3 separate regions of the Zea mays genome follow, and regions 2 and 3 are each linked to region 1. The links are chromatin contacts, called in public Hi-C maps. All regions are on one chromosome and are shown on one strand. Each heading gives the region's core, a stretch centred on a gene start, on an enhancer-like site or on the middle of the called end of the contact. The rest is flanking DNA. Distances are from core to core; before and after follow the strand shown.

Region 1 (3,630 bases), core at 523-3,022:
TAATTTGTTTATGAAATAAGAAAATAAAAAGGAAAACCCTAATGATACTTAGGTGTTTAATTTTGTGAGATTAATAATATGTCATGAATGAATTTATCCTTGGTATAATTTTTTGTGTCTCACTAAAAATTAGTGAAGCTAAATTATGTAATCCATAATAATTAGGGAATCACAAATATCAAAGTGTACTAATCCTCCCTAGCACCTAGGTTTACCTTTTTGTGTTATACTATTCTGTCCAACTTGTGTTCACTTGATTGCATATGTTTGGTGTATTGTTCATTTGTCTTTATCCAAATGTATTGAATGCATGATCGCTTTGCTTAGACAACGAGCAACCTGTGGTTCCTGAGTGTGTTGCCGAAGATCTTCCTGAGCAACAACCTGGTGAAGGCAAGTGTCCTCTGACCTATTATGTTCAACTTACTTTATAACTCACTGACCTGCATTACTTTATTAAAACCTAAGGATTGACTAGTCTATATTTACCTTATCCTTGTTTATCTTTTGGGTTATCATGGTTAGCTTATGCTATTGCTTTAACTTAATCAACGAACATGATATGAATATTTATGATACGATGATGTTATCCCGATGATGATCTTGTGATACTTTAGGGTACTCAAGCTGTTTCCTGAGTACCTCTCTGTAAGGACCTGTTCGTTGAGTGACCACCTGGGATAACAGTGCAACCATGAGGGTGGAATGAGACGCCCTTATCTGATTAATTAGAGGAACCTGAGGTGTAGTTGGCTTCGCCGTAGGGCCATCAATGGGGTCCGAGCACAGTACTTGCTCTGCCGAGGCTGGTTGAAGAGGTTATTTGATTTGGTTTTGTTAGTCACCCTTCCTGCAAGGAGAAGTATTGTGTTTATCAAACTGGAGAAACCTAACGAGCGGCTATGACCTCTGGGGAATCTTTGTAAAGGCTACATAGTGAGACCCTGCTAGGTCACCTTGGTAGTGATCAATGTAGAGTCATGATCTCCGGGCAGAATGAGATTCACGACTTGTGGGTAAAGTGTGCAACCTCTGTAGAGTGTTAGAAATTGGTACATCAGCCGTGCTCATGGTTAAGAGCAGCCTTGGGATCCTCTAGAATAACTTTCATGATGATGTTTAATAATGATGGTTATAATTATGATCTCTGGTATTTCCTCTTGGAGGTAGTACGTTTGGGTAATAACTGGATTTATTACTAAAATTTGGCTTTACTATTAGTAATAAATACTTGACCAACTAAAAGCAATTGCTTAACCTCAACTCAACATACAACTAATCGACTTTAGCCAAACGGGACATTTGCTGAGTACGTTGATATGTACTCACCCTTGCTTTACAAAATCACCCACCCTAGGCTGTTCCCACTGTATTCAGTGCTCAGGAGGAGATGTTGACAACATGAAGGACTTTGAGGAGTTACAGGACTGCGACAAATTTTAGTTATGTTAGTGGCAAACCCACAGTCAGCTGCTTGTGAATACATTATCTGCTACGTTTCGTATTCCATACTTTGATAATGTTAGTGACTATGTTATAGACTCTGTGAATGTCTTGGACATCTTGATGCAATAAAATACTTTTCCGCTATTTAATTTAAGCAATGTATAATGATGTTTAATTATGTAATCAGTGTGTACGTGAGTTTCTGATTCATAATTCACATTCAGTTTTTTCATTTTTAAAACGAGTGTGACATGAATGCTCTAGATTTAGCACACCTAGTACTTGTTTGAGCACGTCGCCTAATAAAATTCCCCATTCCAATACACAGATCTCGCACCCGTAAGTGGCGACGAATCTCGCGGTGCGGAGGCGCGACAGAGGCGGTGTCGACTCCGACGGACTCGCAGCTACCGGTGGAGACGCCCCACCGGCGCACTCCTCCAACGTATGATCTTGCCTGTCTCCCTTTTCTCTTTGCTTAACCATTTTATTGCTCGACTTCGATCACCAACAGTCCAATCCATTAGAGCACTGGTTTACAGTTCCATTTAGCTTATCTGAAAGGATTCGCCGAGTGTCCGTCGGGCCCTTTGCCGGCGACGAGCATAAAACTGGCAAGGCCGCCCCGTATCTCCCTTTAATGCGCAACCGAGCACGCCAATTCTGGCCAGATCCAGGCGTCCTTCCGCCGCTCTGTTATGAATAATCATTTTTTCGACCACCGCACGTCATGGTTAGCTGTGATCCTCTAGATCTGGACCGCCTCTGCCAATTTTCTTGGTGTACTCTCCTAGATCCGGGCTGCTTTTGTCAAATTTCCTGTAGGTTCAGATGCAATGCGTGTTCACACGTTTTTCTGGCCCATTTACAATGTGTTACCCTGAATCTGAATGATGTAAGGGGCAAATAGGTTGCTTGGTTCATGTGTTTTATAGCTACTGTTGATTGCTGAAATCAATTACTTTAAGTGACTACTCCTTTATTTTTCCCAGTTCTTACAATCAGTAGTCATGTGTATTCTTGTTATGATTACTTTGCTGATCGTGTAATTGGTTTGATGTGACAGGTTCATAGTTTAAGGGCTTGATTTGGATAATTAGTCATCAACAGAAGTGATAAAAAATGGTATGGCTAGTTGGTTTCATTGTCCTTTTACTTTGAATCCTCTTGATAGTCGTTAGGTACTGCCAATAAACTGATTTAATCAAGGAATTTCTATACATTTATCCCTTTGCTATCATTGAGTTACAGTATCTTGTTTCTGGTAGGTCTGATTATTTTTTACCATTTGTGTACTCCTAGGTGGTTCTTGCAGCATCAATCGTTTCAAAGTCGGGAAAAGGTGTGGTGCTTCAACCTTAGTCATACCTTTCATTATTGCCGATTTGCAAAGGAATTGATTTTGTAACTTATTTATCTGCTATAGTAACTCTATTCACCATCTATTAAAGCACTCTATAGAAAATTTGGTGCAATAGCTGGTATCATATTGCTAACTACTCGCTTCTTTTCTTATATAAAGTCTTTGCCCTCACATAATATGAAGCTACTATGTCTTTAAATTTATCTAGCTGTCGCCCTAGTTATCCTTTTAAAGAAGTGAAGTAGTGAACAGACTTAGCTGAGGGCTTTTCTTTTTTGTGTTTTCAATTGCAGCACTTGTTTCAAGACAGTTTGTTGACATGTCTCGCATAAGAATTGAAGGATTACTTGCTGCGTTCCCAAAACTGGTTGGAACTGGGAAGCAGCACACTTATGTCGAAACTGAAAATGTGCGATATGTTTATCAACCTATTGAAGGTTTATATCTTCTACTTATCACAAACAAGCAGAGCAATATTCTTGAAGATCTGGACACTTTGAGGCTCCTCTCCAAGCTCGTATCCTACTCTGACATATATTATTTTTCTCATTGGAATTTACCTTGTTTATGTAATCCTATTTAATCTATGAATTAAAAATAGAAACTAGGGATTGGGGGTGGGGAAAAGGTTTATGTCTCGACCTTTTCCATCATAATGGTAAGTACAAGATAACCGTACTGTCTATTTTTGTGGAGAAAATGGAAGTTTTATCTTTACATTACATCCAAGCTAATCTAGGCTTTTACATGTTACTGAGGGGGAAAACATACAAAGTAGCAACCGTTGAACATATGAATCTCATTTTTGAGTGCTGTTTATA
Region 2 (3,630 bases), core at 428-2,927, 310 kb after region 1:
GATTCATCAAACCAAACACCTCATTAGAGATCTCCCCACGAAAGTCCTTTTGTGAGGAACATAATCATATCATCTGTGTAAATTGAAGTCCTATGCTTGATCATAGTGCTCGGCAGCAGCGACAGCTAGTGGCCCTCGACGGTCCGCCTCAGTGATCATGGCGTCACGCACCTCCACTCCACATGGAAACACAAGAGTAAACACATTGTTGACATTATGTTCCAGAGAATCATTAACGATGACGGTTCAGTGTAAGCATATTCTAATCTAATCACTACGGCATAAAACAAATAAACATACTAAAAACAGCGGTGGTCTTGACTTGTACTTGCTGCTGGTTAATGGACCAAGGAAAAAAAAAATGGAGGCCCCGTTCATTTAGGGGCCCTGTGTTGGTGCCAAGCGCATGGCAAGGCCCTTGGACAACATCTATCTCGTGCTCTATATTTATCTTAAAGTCACGAATGTTTATACTAAATTAATATTTTAAAACTTTGATCATTGATAAAAAAAAATATTCATAAATATTGACTAGATAAAAGCGAAACTATTATATTTATTATTAAAACATCTACCACAATATATAATTTCTTTAATTTAAAATAATTATTTTTATAGATATTGTTATCAAAGTTTAAAACTTTAATTTAGGACAAATTTTCGTGATCTTAAGATAGAGAACGAATGGAGTATGTGGCTTATTATTGTTCATAATCTCTCAAGCCCGTCGACCACGCTGGTTTTTTAATAGAACCGTCAGACCAATATTTAGGAGCAAAAGACTGCGTGCCTAGGTTTTCTTAACAATGAAGACGCCGAGGGTTCCAGTTTTTATCACATTCCACGCGACACAGAAGAATTAGCCACAGAAGCCATCAGGCCTGGGTGCCGGGTGTCCTAGCGAATTAAAAATGATCACCTTGGCCAACTCTTCAGTGTCGCGTACTGCGATATTGTCTCATACTGCGACATCCGCTTGAGAAAAAGAACGATCCAACCCAACAAAACCTCCAACGTATGGACCAAGTAAAAGATCCAATCAGTAGACCATAGAAAGGATAAATAGAAGCCAATAAAAATCTTTACACTCAAACAACTCTGTAAATTTGAGTTAGCAAATTGAAAACGTATGTAATTATTGGACGTGATGAACATCAATCTCTGACTAGTTAAAATCCGACAAGGGGAGGGCAAAAAAAAAAAAGACAAACTTGAGATAAACTTGTATCAGCTTTCTATGAAACGACCGGCCCATGGTGGATCAACTATCCATCAAGGCGGATCAAAATAGGGCGGGTGGACGAGCGAGGCAGGCGGCTGGAAAGTTAAGTATAGCTTGGGGAAGTTGCGGACGGCGAAGTGTGTAGCCACGTCGGTATGCAACGCTGGGCACACACCTCTCTCTTTCGATCTTATCTGGAATCTTGGCAGCGAGACAGTATAAACCAATCGAAAGCGCATATGGCGTCGACCGGATGGATGTTTGCTGTGTGCTGCCATAAGATTATATGAGGGCTGATGAGGCCAATTCACGAGTCTCGATCGTCCAACAGTGTATGTTCTTCTGAGTCCACAGATCACACATACAATAATTACATACAACATCGGATAGATGAGCACTCCTGTTTGTCTTACTCCATCTTTTGGCGTCTACTGTGCTGATCGACCGCTAAGATCGATCCACTAGATGGACCGGATTAATATATATACGGACAACCTGATTGCGATCGCTAGCACAGGCTGTCGGCTTGACCTCCTGAAATTATTGACGGTTTTAAGGCTTTGGTTCCCAAATTAGTCGAAACTGCTTTCAGATCAATGATTGGAGACAAAGAAGATTTTTAGTTTTCCATTTTGTTCAGAGTTAATCACCCATCGTATGATCTGATTTCGTTAAGTATATTTTCACCAAACAAACATTCATTGCATTATTCTATAATAACAAACACCTTAAAATTGGCAATGTATGTATTATATGGGAGCACACAAGCAATCCACAGCGAAATTCTTGACCTCCTGAAATTATTGACAGTTTTAAGGCTTTGGTTCCTAAATTATTAGTTGAAATCTGCTTTCAGACCAATGATTGGAGAGAAAGGTTTTTAGTTTTTGCATTTCATTCAGAGTTAATAATCACCCACTATATATATATTCTGATTTCTTAAACTATTTTCTCCGAAGAAACATTCATTGCATTCTATCCTATAATAAACACCTTAATAATTTGGCGGTACATGAGAGCCGCACTCAAGCAATTCACAACGAAATGCTGATGATTCCATCATGCATCCTGATTAAATCACTATGATGTATGTAGTGTACTAGTTGAGCATAAGAAACACCGTTGGGATTTGCATTCTTGATCCATGTGGTTATTCATTCACTCTGGAAGTTGAAAGAATAGTAGTCTAATAAAATCCATTGTAGATCGATTGCAATGCACCTGGCTCATTTTAATAAAATCCATGTGGTTATTTATTCATGTAGATTGTCAGATCATGGCCTGCCATTGAACATATATATGGGTGGATTGTCGCCCCTAGCTAGCAGGGGCTTGTTTCTGCTCTATTATTATTCAGTAAAATTGGACACAATCACGTGGCGCTTCGTTCAGTGTGAGATGGAACATGCATGGCCGGATTGTGTCGTCGTCTGTAGATCATCAGAGGGCAAATAAACTACTGCATCTAGGCCGGCTTTGCTGCTGCGGATATTCCTTCCTGTGCCGTACTATCGGCATCGGCTCTAGTCTTTGCTACTGTTAGAAGGATATTCCTTCCTGTGCGGTATCTTTCACCCAACCGCATGTCGATCGGCTAGTTTTGCTACTGTTAGAGCAACTCCAAGAAAGAGTCCTAAACTTGGGCCCTAAATAATGAAATACGACCTCATTGAAAGATAATTAGGACCTAACAAATTAGTTTACTCCAACAGTGACTCCTATAGTCTAGTGTTATCTGTGGATTTTGGCGGGAGATTTTGGCGCCTACCCACCACGCGCGCGACTTCTTTTCCGCGCTGGATGCTACGATTCGGCCGGGACATCAACTGATAAACTATTTGAGAACCCATCTTCGTTGTCCCTGCAGATGCAGCAGGGTCGTAGGGGTCAGGTCGACGAAAGAGCTAATCGTGCAGCATTCATCACCTGGGTTCACAAGAGGCAGGCTGGCTTCATCACGATTGGTATGCTTTTCTCTTGTTTAACGCCTTTTGATGTAGCTCCTCCACACATTCACGTGCTACTCCGTTCCTCTAATTCAACCGATGCTCCGGTTAGTGGATAGATCTTGTAGTTTAGTGAATAGACACGAAGCAGCATTTATAAATACTATTCATTTTTGTTGATACATTGTTCATTGATTTCTTATCCAAGTTCTATCGATAAATTTCAGAAAGATGTCTGCAATTACTAGAGCTTTGATTCATCAGGAAGATGAAGATTTAGATGACGAACTTGACCATTTCATGCTTTTATTGATGAGTGAATATGAGAAGATAAAGCATAAGCAACGAAAAAAACATAAAGGTTCAGTTTTTGGACATAAAGTTTACAATCGAGGTAGAGAAGAATACGCTATAAAATTATATCTTGACTATTTTGCTGAGAAACCAACATATCCTGAGAAG
Region 3 (3,630 bases), core at 288-2,787, 280 kb before region 1:
CTTGGAGCTTTATGACGTTGGGATGGTCCAGCCTCCGAAGGATGTGGATTTCTCTGGCCATGAAGCGCACGCTCTCGGGATCCATGTTGACGAACCGCACCTTTTTTAGCGCAACGATCTTCCCAGATTCCAGATCCCGGGCTTTGTACACCACACTGTAGGTTCCTTGCCCAATCTGCGACGCAAAACAATCTATTCTAGCAATTTGCATGCATGGTATACACTCAGTAAGTAGTTTACCTTGGCCAGTTTCTCAAAGGAATCTGCTCGCCGAGGCAACCAGCCTTCTACTGCTTTAGGTGCCACATTCACGAGCCAAGATGGCCAGCCAGAGACTGCATTAAGCCCTTTAAACTCTGCGTTGTTTCCACTGCTGATCCTAGCATCTAGAGACACTACCACCTTTTCTGCACCATACAGATTTCCTTTGGTCTTTGCATTATTAAGCGCGGCTGAACTGCTGCTGTCCTTCGCGATCGCATCAGTGGCTGGCTCACTTCTCCTTGGCGGCGTTCTGCGTCCAGAAGCGGCATTGGCATCTTCTTTGGCGCCTTTGGAGCAAAGACAGCCCATAAGATGCAGGGCCTTCTTCTTGAACGAGCTGATTGCACTGAGACCAATTTTTGCGGTTTTTCTTGCTAATCTCTGCACTTGACGACAAATGACCATCTCCTCAGCTAGCTTCCCAGTCTTGCTACTGACTTTTGATTGTATCCGTGATGACCATACAATTATTGAAAGAACAGCAGATGAGTTCGTTCTTTATTTTGTGCTTTTTTCCCCCTATATATGATCTTGAGGAACAGGCTACCAGTTTCTTCAATGCCTATTCTCTAGGGGCGCGGGGTGATTAGATGGACTGGCACAAATTGTATAGATATTGGAGAGAAACTGAAATGCGTGAAAATAATGTCAAATTTGGGCAACAGTTTGAAGAAGGCCAGCAAATTAAAACGTTTGGAATTTTATGAATCAGGCTAATCTATCAAAACCAACTACTATGTAGCACACAAGTTTTTTCCAATTCAAATGATTTCATATGAAACACTAGGCGTGATAAAAAAAAACTTTACCTTTGGGAGGAGCTAGCAGCACCCTGACCCAACCGACAGTAAGTTGATTGTGGGCAATGGTTAGCTCTTTCAAAATCTGATCAGGAGCAGGAAAAACCAGCCAAATATGATGAAAATTGCAGATTGGTGTGAAGGCATCCCAGCAACATGAACCAAGAACCAGGTATCAATCTGTTTTTTTCCTTCAATAAACCATTACGACACCAGCTTCCCATTTTGGTCCTTGGACAGAGGGGTGAGTACAAGAACACTAATGCACAACAAAGTTGGATTGCAAACAACAGATAGGGATTTCGCTGTAAGGGAGTTTCATAGAGAAATTTCTTTATTTTTTCTGTCTCTAAAGCAATACACGAAAAAAAATTAAAAAAAAAATATCAAAAGGAAATGAACCAAACCATTAGAAATTGCTAACGGCCAGGTATTCAGAAAGGAACGGATGGGAGATATTGTGAGAGCTAAAATTAGCTCATGGTTACCCTTCTTATCTATAAATAGTTACAAGTCATGTTTCTTCTCTCTCATACCTCCTGTGTATAACCTCCAACAATTTGGATGCGGTTAATGGATAGATGATAGTGTAATTCATTTTACATAAAAACTACTGTAGCAAAAAGAAAATTCTGTAAATTGTAATGTGACTATATTAAATTAGATTTTTGCAGGGCAACTTTTTTAACATATTAAAAAATACTCCAAAAAAATCTATCTCTACTAATTAAAAAAGCAGCACCATCGTGCGATGTTTGTGCTTCACGTGCATTGCATTTGCATACAAGCCTGCCTCCGCGTTTGGAATCACATGCAGCCCCTCCTTTACCCACGCGCTACATGATGCATGCATGCAAGTCTGGTCCCGCGTCCGAATCCTCTCTGCGCGGTGCGCGACCGCTTCGTGGGCCGATGCGCTGCGTGGGTTGCACGCATACCGGGTTAAGTTCATCTAGGCCCTGCCATACATCCCGACTGGAACCTCACAAGATATTAGGCCTACTCATACCTGTCTTTGTCACAAAAATCTAGAACGACTATACAGGTGTGCTAAATAGCTTGACAGGAACAAGATCTTACTTCTCCTTTACATCCCAAGAGCGATTAACACATCTCATAGACATTACAACACAAATCGGAGTAAAGCGGAAAGAGTTATAATAACTTAATTCACATCCAGATGTTTGAGTAAACAATATAAGGAAAGAGTAGTTATTACAATATAAGGGTTTGAGTGCAACCTACTTATTTCATAATTGGAAGGTTAGCACCTTCCATAACCAATACTTAAGTTTCCTCCTCTGCTTTGGGACTACTTGGTGCAGAAGCAACAAAACTCCAAAGGTTCACCATCTGCAACGATGGGTTCAAAGAACCCTAAGTACGAAGGTATTTTCGCAAGTCTTACCTGACTAAAGAAAAGACTATCAATGATATGTTGAATTTTGAGAATAAATGTAAAGTATAGCAAGAATCAAGAACTCTATTGCATCAAAGCTTACTAAAATTGGTCCCCAAGCTTTCATTGTACTTGCCAAATTAAGTAGTTTCCTGAATCTAGATTATCCTAATCTAGATCAATCACTTGTCTTAATCTAGCTTTCTTTTATCACATCCTAGTTTCACTTGTTAAATACGATGTAGGGCAGTGACCAAGTCTTCATATATGAGAAGTAACGACAATCCGAATCAATTAATACCCAGCTGTTGATGTCTAATCACACGATATATGTAGCACTTAACCCTTGCATATGTCAACCGTCTTCAGGTTTCTCAAGACCAGAACGGTTTCACGCCACCCGATAGCACAGTTACTCTATCGTCCAGCCTCTTGTCACGGAGGGTACACGCTACTCTTGCCATCTAAGAGAAGCTTGTAAGAAAACATAACATTGTCAAAATATTGGAAAAAGATAGTCTAACAACTAGATATCAAAACATCACCTTTCTTCCCTATAGCTCCACTTTCAAGTTGGCAATGTTCCTCTGCACGACAGTTACTTCCCTCAAAACCTTCACCAAATCACCGCTTTTGTCAGAGCTAGTCTGGTCTTCCTGCAATAAGAAAAACATAGGGGAATAGTGAGCACTTGAGATGGCCATTTGTTCATTGCTGGTACCACCTCAGTTTTTGCATGCTTGTGTCTAGTGCGTCAGTTCAGACTCAATCATTTCGAACCTATATTTCAAGCAATGAAAGAAATACTCTAAATAGGAGGAAAAGGAAAAGATGTGAAGACTATGCGGACATGAGGTCATACGTCATAATTGAGGCACAAGGACGCTCATGGACAGTAGCTTAATCAGTTGCTTGGCCTTAATAATATGAAGGGGTCCCATTATCTTCCTAGTCGTCGAAATAGCAAAAAGAAAAGGTCACTCTACCAAATTTAGCTCGCACGAGATTCCCTGCTCCTTTGATGTGCCATTCACGATAATGATGATGCATGCATCCTACTACTCACCAATAAATGACGTCTGGGAGGGTGACCGTAGTCGTGAGTGTAGTGAACAACAAAGACGGAGTGAATAAAGTAAAACAACTTGTCAGCGATTTAACTAAGAT

The links. Hi-C and Micro-C count contacts between places; a contact is called where the count stands out from the background.
Region 2: a Hi-C map of leaf shows a contact between it and region 1, with 5 times the contacts expected there. The contact joins the enhancer-like site here to the promoter of LOC100283010 in region 1. A contact is called at or near these places in 3 of 25 Hi-C or Micro-C datasets (ear, leaf and tassel).
Region 3: a Hi-C map of ear shows a contact between it and region 1, with 5 times the contacts expected there. The contact joins the promoter of LOC103640990 here to the promoter of LOC100283010 in region 1. A contact is called at or near these places in 6 of 25 Hi-C or Micro-C datasets (bundle sheath, ear, endosperm and 2 more).

The regions. Positions count from the first base shown.
Region 1 is chr10:30,367,631-30,371,260 of Zm-B73-REFERENCE-NAM-5.0, reverse strand. It overlaps LOC100283010 (coatomer subunit delta), which reads left to right and starts at 1,772. Exons shown (of 12, transcript NM_001371890.1): 1 at 1,772-1,891; 2 at 2,513-2,571; 3 at 2,749-2,788; 4 at 3,103-3,326. The coding sequence starts at 2,569.
Region 2 is chr10:30,053,353-30,056,982 of Zm-B73-REFERENCE-NAM-5.0, reverse strand. No RefSeq gene overlaps it. Among protein-coding and RNA genes, the nearest start is that of LOC100285636, 21 kb to the left of the region's middle. Within about 2 kb of position 1,677, at least 11 of the 20 cell types and tissues checked have an H3K27ac peak or open chromatin away from gene starts, as enhancers often do. A contact at or near this core is called in leaf, where this site is marked.
Region 3 is chr10:30,644,937-30,648,566 of Zm-B73-REFERENCE-NAM-5.0, reverse strand. LOC103640990 (probable serine/threonine-protein kinase At1g09600) reads right to left here and starts at 1,537. Exons shown (of 9, transcript XM_008664416.3): 1 at 1,074-1,537; 2 at 241-891; 3 at 1-175. The coding sequence starts at 669.